Linked DNA regions of Mus musculus: region 1 is linked to region 2. Evidence: chromatin contacts called from public Hi-C data. All regions are on one chromosome and are shown on one strand. The core of a region is the stretch at or near the end of the contact, and the rest is flanking DNA. Distances in the headings are between cores, read along the strand shown.

Evidence for each region. Hi-C and Micro-C count contacts between places; a contact is called where the count stands out from the background.
Region 1: a Hi-C map of B cells shows a contact between it and region 2, with 6 read pairs. The contact joins the promoter of Cdk9 here to the promoter of Usp20 in region 2. A contact is called at or near these places in 1 of 39 promoter capture datasets (pre-B cells) and 2 of 484 Hi-C or Micro-C datasets (B cells and cardiomyocytes).

The regions. Positions count from the first base shown.
Region 1 is chr2:32,710,399-32,714,434 of GRCm38.p6, forward strand. It overlaps Cdk9 (cyclin-dependent kinase 9 (CDC2-related kinase)), which reads right to left and starts at 2,386. Exons shown (of 7, transcript NM_130860.3): 1 at 2,167-2,386; 2 at 1,633-1,714; 3 at 79-169. The coding sequence starts at 2,258. It overlaps Mir2861 (microRNA 2861), which reads right to left and starts at 2,490; the gene lies at 2,409-2,490. It overlaps Mir3960 (microRNA 3960), which reads right to left and starts at 2,574; the gene lies at 2,502-2,574. It overlaps Gm33457 (a long non-coding RNA gene), which reads left to right and starts at 2,912. Exons shown (of 2, transcript XR_001783272.2): 1 at 2,912-4,036.
Region 2 is chr2:30,979,993-30,984,257 of GRCm38.p6, forward strand. It overlaps Usp20 (ubiquitin specific peptidase 20), which reads left to right and starts at 2,287. Exons shown (of 25, transcript NM_028846.5): 1 at 2,287-2,406. BC005624 (cDNA sequence BC005624) reads right to left here and starts at 1,949. Exons shown (of 9, transcript NM_144885.2): 1 at 1,786-1,949; 2 at 1,491-1,550; 3 at 7-58. The coding sequence starts at 1,868.

The DNA of each region.
Region 1 (4,036 bases), core at 1,136-3,635, 1.7 Mb after region 2:
GCAAGGTCCAGGACAGCCAGGGTTACACAGAGAAACCTTGTCTCAAACCCCCCTTTTCTCCTGAGGCAAGCAACACACCTTTGGTCCGACAAATCTCAATTAGGTTCACCACATTCTCATGTTTTAGGAGCTGTAGAATCTTGATTTCCCTCAAGGCTGTGATGGGGAACTAGGGAGGAGAAAGAGGAAGTGGTCAAAATTGAGAGCACAACAGACGGAGGAACTGTGGGTGGGGTGGGGGTGTGTTTGGGGTCTATACTGAGGGACAGAGGTTGAAAGACAGGCGAGAGAATCGTTCCTGTGTGATGGTTCCTATCTGGAATCCAATTCTCGTATCAGGAGACAGAGACATCAGAACCACCAAGTTCAAGGCCAGACTGCTTAGTTGAGCTCCTGATTCAAAAAGAAGGGAGAGGGGAAGATATATCTATATTTATCTGTAGCTAGCCTTTGCAAAATATAAAATAAGTGCAAACACACACATATCTCAAGGAGCTGCTAAATGTTGCCATCTAGATAATGGTGGCCTTGAACTTGTTTATGAACCATCTTTTTTCCCCAGTCTCATAAGTGCTGGGATTATAATCACAACCCTTTACTCCAGACTGGGAATTTATTTTAGACAACCCAAATAAGGATAAACATTTTGTCACTAACACTTGTGAGTTAAGATCAAGAAATTTGTGGGGCAGTGGTGGCGCACGCCTTTAATCCCAGCACTTGGGAGGCAGAGGCAGGTGGATTTCTGAGTTCAAGGCCAGCCTAGTCTACAAAGTGAGTTCCAGGTCAGCCAGGGCTACACAGAGAAACCCTGTCTCAAAAAAACCAAAAAGATCAAGAAATTTCCTGGGAATGGAGATAGTTGAATGGTTAAGGAAACTGGCTATGGTCACGTGTGGCAGTCCAGCCCTTTATTTCCAGCAGTCAGGAAACACAGGCAGTTGATCCTCTGTGAGTCTGAGAACAGCCTGGACCAAACAGTGAGTTCCAGGACAGTTGGGGCTACAGAGAGATTTTGTGTCAAACAAAACATAGAGTCCCTGTTTCAGGGAAACACACACACCACAGCACTGGCTATCCTCCCCCAGGACCCAGGTTCAATTCCCAGCACCCACACAGTGGATCTTTTGTCCCAAATGATCCAAGGCAACCTGGCACACCTTTCTGGCTTCCTCAGGTACCCAGGTACTGGAGAATAGTGCTGTACACAGACATGCCAGAAAACAGAAGACCCTATAGACGCAAAGTAAGACAAACAGCATTTTCCTTACAAAGGCAATGCTGCTGAGGCTGATGGAAACAACACCTTTCAGAACATCACCTTAAGCTCAGCGGCCTTTTAAACGGCTTGTGCACAAATGGTCTCTTCATACAAAACAAAATTCAACGCCAAGCTAAGCTGAAAGTTTTCTAGAGTCAACCTGCACTCCATGGGAAAAGCACAGGCTCCCTCCCGTGGCTCCCACAGAACTCTGCCACTAAAGCTCAACAGTGTAAATGGAAAGCCAAATTCCTTGTTCCATGGAAAACCGAAAAACACTAGGTCGAATCTCAGCACAAAACCCTTTGAAGTAGCGGTGTGGAAACCCAGCCAGGTTAGAAGAAGGTCGGCCCAGTGGTCCATATACTCACCCCCTCCTTCTCATTCTCCATCAACACTTTCTTCAGAGCCACCTTCTGGCCCGTCTGACGGTGCTTGGCTTTAAAGACTTCCCTGCAGGCACAGAGAAAGACCCAAGGGACCCATAAGGCATTTCCGCAGGGAGTGCCCCTCCCCCGCGCGAAGGGGAGCAGCAGGAGCCCAGACCCACGGCGGGCGGGGTGCGGCCTCGGATCCGGGACGCGGTCATTCCACACCGCGTGTCTTCCGTCCTCCTCCCGGCCTCTGCTTACTCCTACTCAGCCCCTACTCCTCCCCTAGAGGTGGCCGCTCACATTCGGAGTGGCTCTCAGCAACCCTACCCAACCCCCATCACGGGCCCCAGGCTCCTCCCCGCCAGTCGGCTCGGTTGGGCCGGGAACGTCTGCGCCGCGGCCGAGCAAGACCGGGCAACAGCCACGAAAACAGAAGCTTCCGGACCACCTCGGCCCGGGCTCTGGGCGACCCGACGTCGGCCCTGGAAAGTGCAGGTCCCGGGCTCGCGGTCCCACGCGGCCTAATCTTACCCGAATGTGCCTTGGCCGATCTTGGCAAGTTTCTCGTACTTGGTGACCTCATCGCAGAACGGGCATTCCACCGAGTCGTACTGCTTGGCCATGGCCACCTCCAGCGCGCCTCCGCCGCCGCCGCCGCCGCCGCCCCCAGCCGCAGCTCCCGCCGCTCCCGGTCCCGCCACACTCCAGGCCCCTCCGCGGCCGCGCCACTTCCGCCTCCACGGCCACTTCCGGCCTCGAGGTGCCGAGCCCGCCTCTTCCGGTCTCCGCCCGCCGCCAGGCCCCCTGGGACTTGTAGTTCCCGGGAGGCCAGGGGGAGCCGGAGCTGCAGAGGAGCCTCCGCCGCCGCCACTGCCCCCGCCTCCGCCGCCGCCGCCAGCGCTGTTGGCGGCCCCGATCGGGGGCGCAGGAAGCCGTGGCGCTGGGGCTGGGGCTCGCGGCGGTGCGTCCCGCTGCATTGGCCCGGGCCGTGCTGCTGCCGAAGCTGCTGCCGCTCTGGCTCCCGATCCGGGGCCAGCCGCAGTGCCCTGCTCCTCCTCCTCCGACGGCGCCGCCTCCGCCGGGCTGCGCGGGGCGGCGGGTGGTGGTGGGGGGAAGGCCTGGGGGCGGAGGCTCCCTGGCCAAGCCCGGCCCGGGGCGGCAGGGCAAGGGGGCGAGATAGGCAGAGCAGACGAGGAGGCGGCCCGAAAGCCCGGGAGGGGGCGCGTTATAAAGGGGGAGGTGCCCGTCCTGGCCTCCCCTCCCCCTCCGCCCACCCCCTCCCTCCTCCTCCCACCCTTCGCAGCCGCACCTGCCGCCGCCGCCTCCCGCCCTCCCGCTCCCAGTCCAGCGTCCGCCCTCGGCGCGTCACTGCTCGCAGCCCCTCCTCTGCCTTTGGAGGTGGGGCTCCGCACTAGACACCTGCCTGCGGCTCCCTCCTGCGTGCCTCAGTTTATCCCCCGAATGCCAGCTGCTACAGAATGGCCCTTCTTCCAGGACCGGGAGTGTGCTCCCGGTGAGGCGAAGGCAGGAGGTGCCGTGGGAGCGGCCTTGAGGCCAGGGGAAGAGAGAACTGCCCCCGCTGCCGCCTCCGTCGTCTCAGCCACCCGCCGTTGACATGGCAACTGACGGCCGCCAGGGGGCGCGGCGACACTGTGGGCGGTGAGCGATCAACGCTCAGGCCTAAACCCTTGGATCTTGTGTTGTCAGGATGGATCTACTACAACCTTCCTTCACAGAGCCGCGCCAAAGCTGGTCTGTCCAGAGTCAATCATCCCCAAAACTGTTAACATTGAGCCGGCACTCCTGATGCTTTTGAAATGGGCGTGAGCCGGGCCTTGATGGCGCACGCCTTTAATCCCAGCACTTGGCAGAGGCAGATGGATTTCTGAGTTCCAGGCCAGCCTGGTCTACAGAGCCAGTTCCAGGACAGCCAGGAAAAACAACAATAACACAGAGAGACAGAGAGGAGAGTCTGAAGTCTGTTCTGTCTTCCTCTACTGTCTTGAAATTCTGAGCTGATCATGGCCGATTTTTCCAGCGTTTACCTCCTGGTCTGTGGTCCTACAAGCTCCCTTCTGTTTCAGTTTCCCAATCCCTCCTGTCTTCAGAGTTGCCACCCCACTCTCCAGGGTCAGCTGCAGGCTTCCCGTTTGCTTCCCCCTCTTGTTTGATGGAGACAAGTCGTGGCTGGTCTGGTGCTCACACAGTAGTCTAGGCTGACCTTTGAACTCCAGGCATCCCTCCCAACTCACCGTATCACTGTGTCCAGCAGTGCTTTCCAGGTTTATCCCACATTGTCTGGGCTTGAAGATTCTTGGAAGGAGGACTGGTTTCGGGGACCCTGGAGCCCCAGAGTACCTACTATGAGAAGGGTCCTGGCAGCAAGATTTTTCAAGACCCT
Region 2 (4,265 bases), core at 1,037-3,536:
ACTCACCACCAGAGTAGTCTCCTCTTGAACCTTCTCTCCTACCAGCAGGGCAGCCGCACTGAGCAAAAGAAACCAAACCACAGAAAGAGAAACAACACAGAGACAAGGAGGAAATCAGTGTGCTGGCTAGGGTTTTGTTGATCTGACATAAGCTGGAATTGTCTGGGAAGAAGAAACTTCAATCGAGAACCTGCTCCTGTGGACAGTGCTCCTCCCCGTGGGCAAGTGGGCCTGTGTTGTACAACATAGCTGGATGTGAATGAGCCAGGAAGCAGTGTCCTCCAGTCTCTGCTTCAGGCCCTGCCATGATTCCCCCAATAACTGAGGATGATCAGGAAGGGTACAAGTTGTTTTGGTCCTGGTCACAGCAGTAGGAAGCAAACTGAGACAATTGGGATTACATAACTGAGAGAGTAGTGGGCAGTAGTTACAAAAGCCAAAGAAGAACCCAGTGCTCTGCTCGCTGTGAATGGTGAAATGGGGGGTCGGGTGAGAGGCAATGAAGCAGTTGGCGCACGCTCCTGCAAAGCCATTTGATATTCTGGAAATCACAGAGTAAGGTTCTGCCAGTCAAGGGATCTGTATCAGAAGACATATGCCAGAGGAAAATTTATCAAAATGACCCTAAAACCTGAAGCCAAGGCTTGACAGGGACTGAGTAAGCACACCAGCACTGAGCTATCCCCACCATTTCTTGTTTACTTTATGACCCAGGTCTCATAGTTGCTCAGTCAGGCCTTAAACCTGTGATCTTCCCACACAGCTGGGACTACAGTGCTATGGCACTAGGATGGGCCTTGTTGATGCTGAGACCAGTTTCACTCTGCAGGCCCGGCTGGCACCAAACTCATGGTAATCCCACTGTTTCAGTTTCTCAAGTCTGGGAGTCTAGGTGTGAGGCAGCACACAATCCCAGTCAATCTGGTAGCAAGTTATAGTGCACACCCCTGGCAATGCACACGACGCAGCCTTCTAAAAAGGTTTTCTGGAAAACACACACCATGGTCAGAGGCTCACAGTAATATGATGATTTAACTCTTTAAAAGCATGGGATAAACTAAAAAAGAAATAGGTGGGAAATAAATGGAAATATTATTATAAATGCTGTCTCTCTACCTCAAGTTTTTTTCTTTTTCTTTATTCTTCTTATGAAGCCTAGGTTGCCCTCAAACTCCCTGTGATAGGATTGCACCAAACCAGGCTATTGTTTATTTATTATACTTTTTAACCTAAGTTTCCCAAATTCTTATCTCTTAACACGTTGTCAATCACAATTCATCAGTCCAGCTAAAATTTACAGTTAGTGACTTGGAGCAGACCCATAGACCATCAGGTTCAGGGCATGTGACAAACATTTATAAAGAACCTTAGTTCCCTCTATGATCAGTAGAACTGTATGTCAAAGGAGGGATTTGTGACTGCGACCCTAGCTGGAAATTTTTGTTTTAGCTGGAAATCAATGACGCCGCGACCACCCCCGTGGTACCCACCTCACCCCATTTGGCCTCTTCCGCAAGTTCTGCACCTCTCGGGTTTCTTCCAGTTTTAGCCTGGGGGAAAAAAAGGAATAAAAAGTGACGCACAGGTTGAGACCTGCGGAACTCAAAAGCCAAACTCCGTTCTAAGGACATGTCCCTTTGCCGAGTCCCTGATCCAGTGGTCATCGGCAGTCAGACCCATGCGACCCCGGGGCACCTCTCCCAGCCGCGATGTGGCCTTATCCCTAGGAGCCTCTGCGTGGCGCTGGCCGGTATCCAGTCCCAAGCCTGTCTCAGCAACACGTACCGAACCTCCTCTGATTCTTGTTCATCCTCCTCCGACTCCGAGTCAGCCCGGCGCCGGCGGAATGTTTTCCCAGTAATCCGCATAGCGGAACCAGACCCTTGGCGCTGCGTTACCAGACGCGTAGTCCAGGGAACCTCTCTCTTCCGGCGCGCAGAAGTGTCGTCAGAGCGTCGGCTGCACTCAGACCCGCCTCCGCCTTGCCAGGCCACACCCCAAGCCCGTAGGGCCCCGCCTCAGCAGGGCAGGCAACCACTCCGAACTCCGAAAAGCAAGGGCAGGTATTGCCGCGTGGCCACACCCTCGACCACGCCCATCGAGTAACCATGCTCACCGCTCAACAGGACGGCCTTCGAACCACACGGTGAAACCCCAGCAGCACGGCCACTCCCCCGACTCCCGGCATGCTTGGGCACTCACCACTCGCACGGCCACGCCTCCGGCGTGCCCGGTACCGCCCTCTAGTAGGCTGTGACCTGTGACACCGCCCCCGCTCCTGGCATAGGCTCTCCCGATTGGACGTCTGACGGTGAGGAGGCGGGGCGTGGCAGGCAGAGCCACAAGACTCTAGGCAGCGCCGCGGTGGGCTAGCTTGACTGACAGGCGGCGCGGTTGCGACGGCAGGTGAGTTTCTGACGGCTGCTGCCTGCTGCCGGGGGCTGGGCCGCTAGAGCGGGGATCATCGTCCAGCCGCTGGGAGCAGGGGAGGCCTGGCTTTGCGGGGCGGCCAGGACCTGGTAAGAGGTCCCCGCCGCCTATCATCCCATCACCGACTCCCGTGCCCGCCCCGAACCCCCACGGCTCTGGCTTTTGAGCAGGCCGCACGTCGCTTGGAAGGCCAGCAGGAGGCCACTCGGGCTCCAGGGCTCGGACGTGCACATTTATTCCTCACTCACAAAAGCTGATCACCTTGCCGGGGGTGAATATCAGTCCCGGTGCTGACTGTCCATACCAGGTTGGCCTGCAGCCATTCGTCCCTAGGAGAGGTACCACTGACGTTCAGAGGCCAGGGACTGCTCTTTGAGAGCTTGGGAGGACTCGTTTGGCCTGGAGGACTGTCGCTCTGCCATAAGCACCTTACACCCCCGAGATGTTGCGACGGTAGTTAGTTTTTAAAGGTGTCTATAAACACTTATAAGATGGATAAGTGCATGCGTAATAGCTCACATGGGACTTTTAGGGACTCCTTAATTACTAGTTTCCTCTGGAGCACAGCGCTTCTTACTCGACACTTAACTGTGGCAGGCACTGGGGTAAGCAGTCTCTTCTAGAAGCCTTCCATCAAATCCCACGAAGTAGATGCAGTTGGGTCTCTCTTTCAAAAAACGAGGCTACCGAGGCGTAAGAGAAGTAACCCGTACTTCAAGTTCTGCAGCTGGGAGGTGAGGCTGGGTTGGGGACAGAGCTTTCACAGCTGCAGGGTGTGCTTCAGGGACAGCGGGCCTCTGTGGGTCTTCCCTGCTGCTGCTGCAGCTGGTGTGCCAGCTTATGGGCTGGGGGAGGGGCTGATGGACACTTTTTCCAGAAGACTATTCTGAAGCAGGGAGGGCATGTCTGCCATGCCTTGGCTTTTTTCCAGAACATTTTTTTTTCTGAAGTTGTCATATTCCCCTTAGACTGGGACAAAGAGAAAACTCGGGATGTCTTGAAACAGCCTTTTAGCTTTGATCAAAGAGGCATTAAGTATCAAAAGTCTTGACCCCACTGGAGATTAGATCAACCATCTTCAGATGTCGATGGCAGTCATTGGACACCATGTCTCTGTTGGCTGAAAAAGAGGCACCTTGGGAACTGCTGCATGAATCCAGGGACTTGGGTGTACAATTCTCACAGGCTCAGAGGTGGCTCTTAATTTCCCTGCCTAACCATGCCTTACCCCTTAACCTCTAGGGTACTGGGCCTCTCTGGTGCCTCCAAGGAAAGTCACAAGGTCAAGAGCATTTTGAGACATTCCTCATTTGAAGATACAGAGAGGGACATCTGATACAAACAAGTTGTCCCTTGTTTGTATCTGCATTCCCATCCTTGAAGCCAGAATGCCAGGTGATACCAACTCCCTGGGCTCTGGCAGACGGAGTTGATTCTCGTTTGACACAAGTGCCGCTTGGAGTGTGGCAGCTGGAAATTTGACCTAGGTGCTGGATACAGAGACTGCAGTCGCTCTGAGTAGTGTTTTTGGAAGTAAAAGTGCTCTGGAAAGGAGCCTCCAGGAAAGTGAGGGGTCTCAGATATTAGTCTGGCATGACAGGTGGGATGGGTGCTGACTTTCTGCGGAGCTGGATGGATGCTTAAGGAGCAGTCACATCTGGGATGGCCTCGTCATGGTAAGCATTCCAAAGTGCTTATTTGAGTTGGGTAACGATGGCACGTGCAGAGGCAGGCAGATCTCTGTGAGTCCCAGGACAGCTAAGGCTACCCAGAGAGACCCTGTCTCCAGAAACCAAATAAAAATAAATAAATAAGAAAAAAGGAGAAGCCTGGCA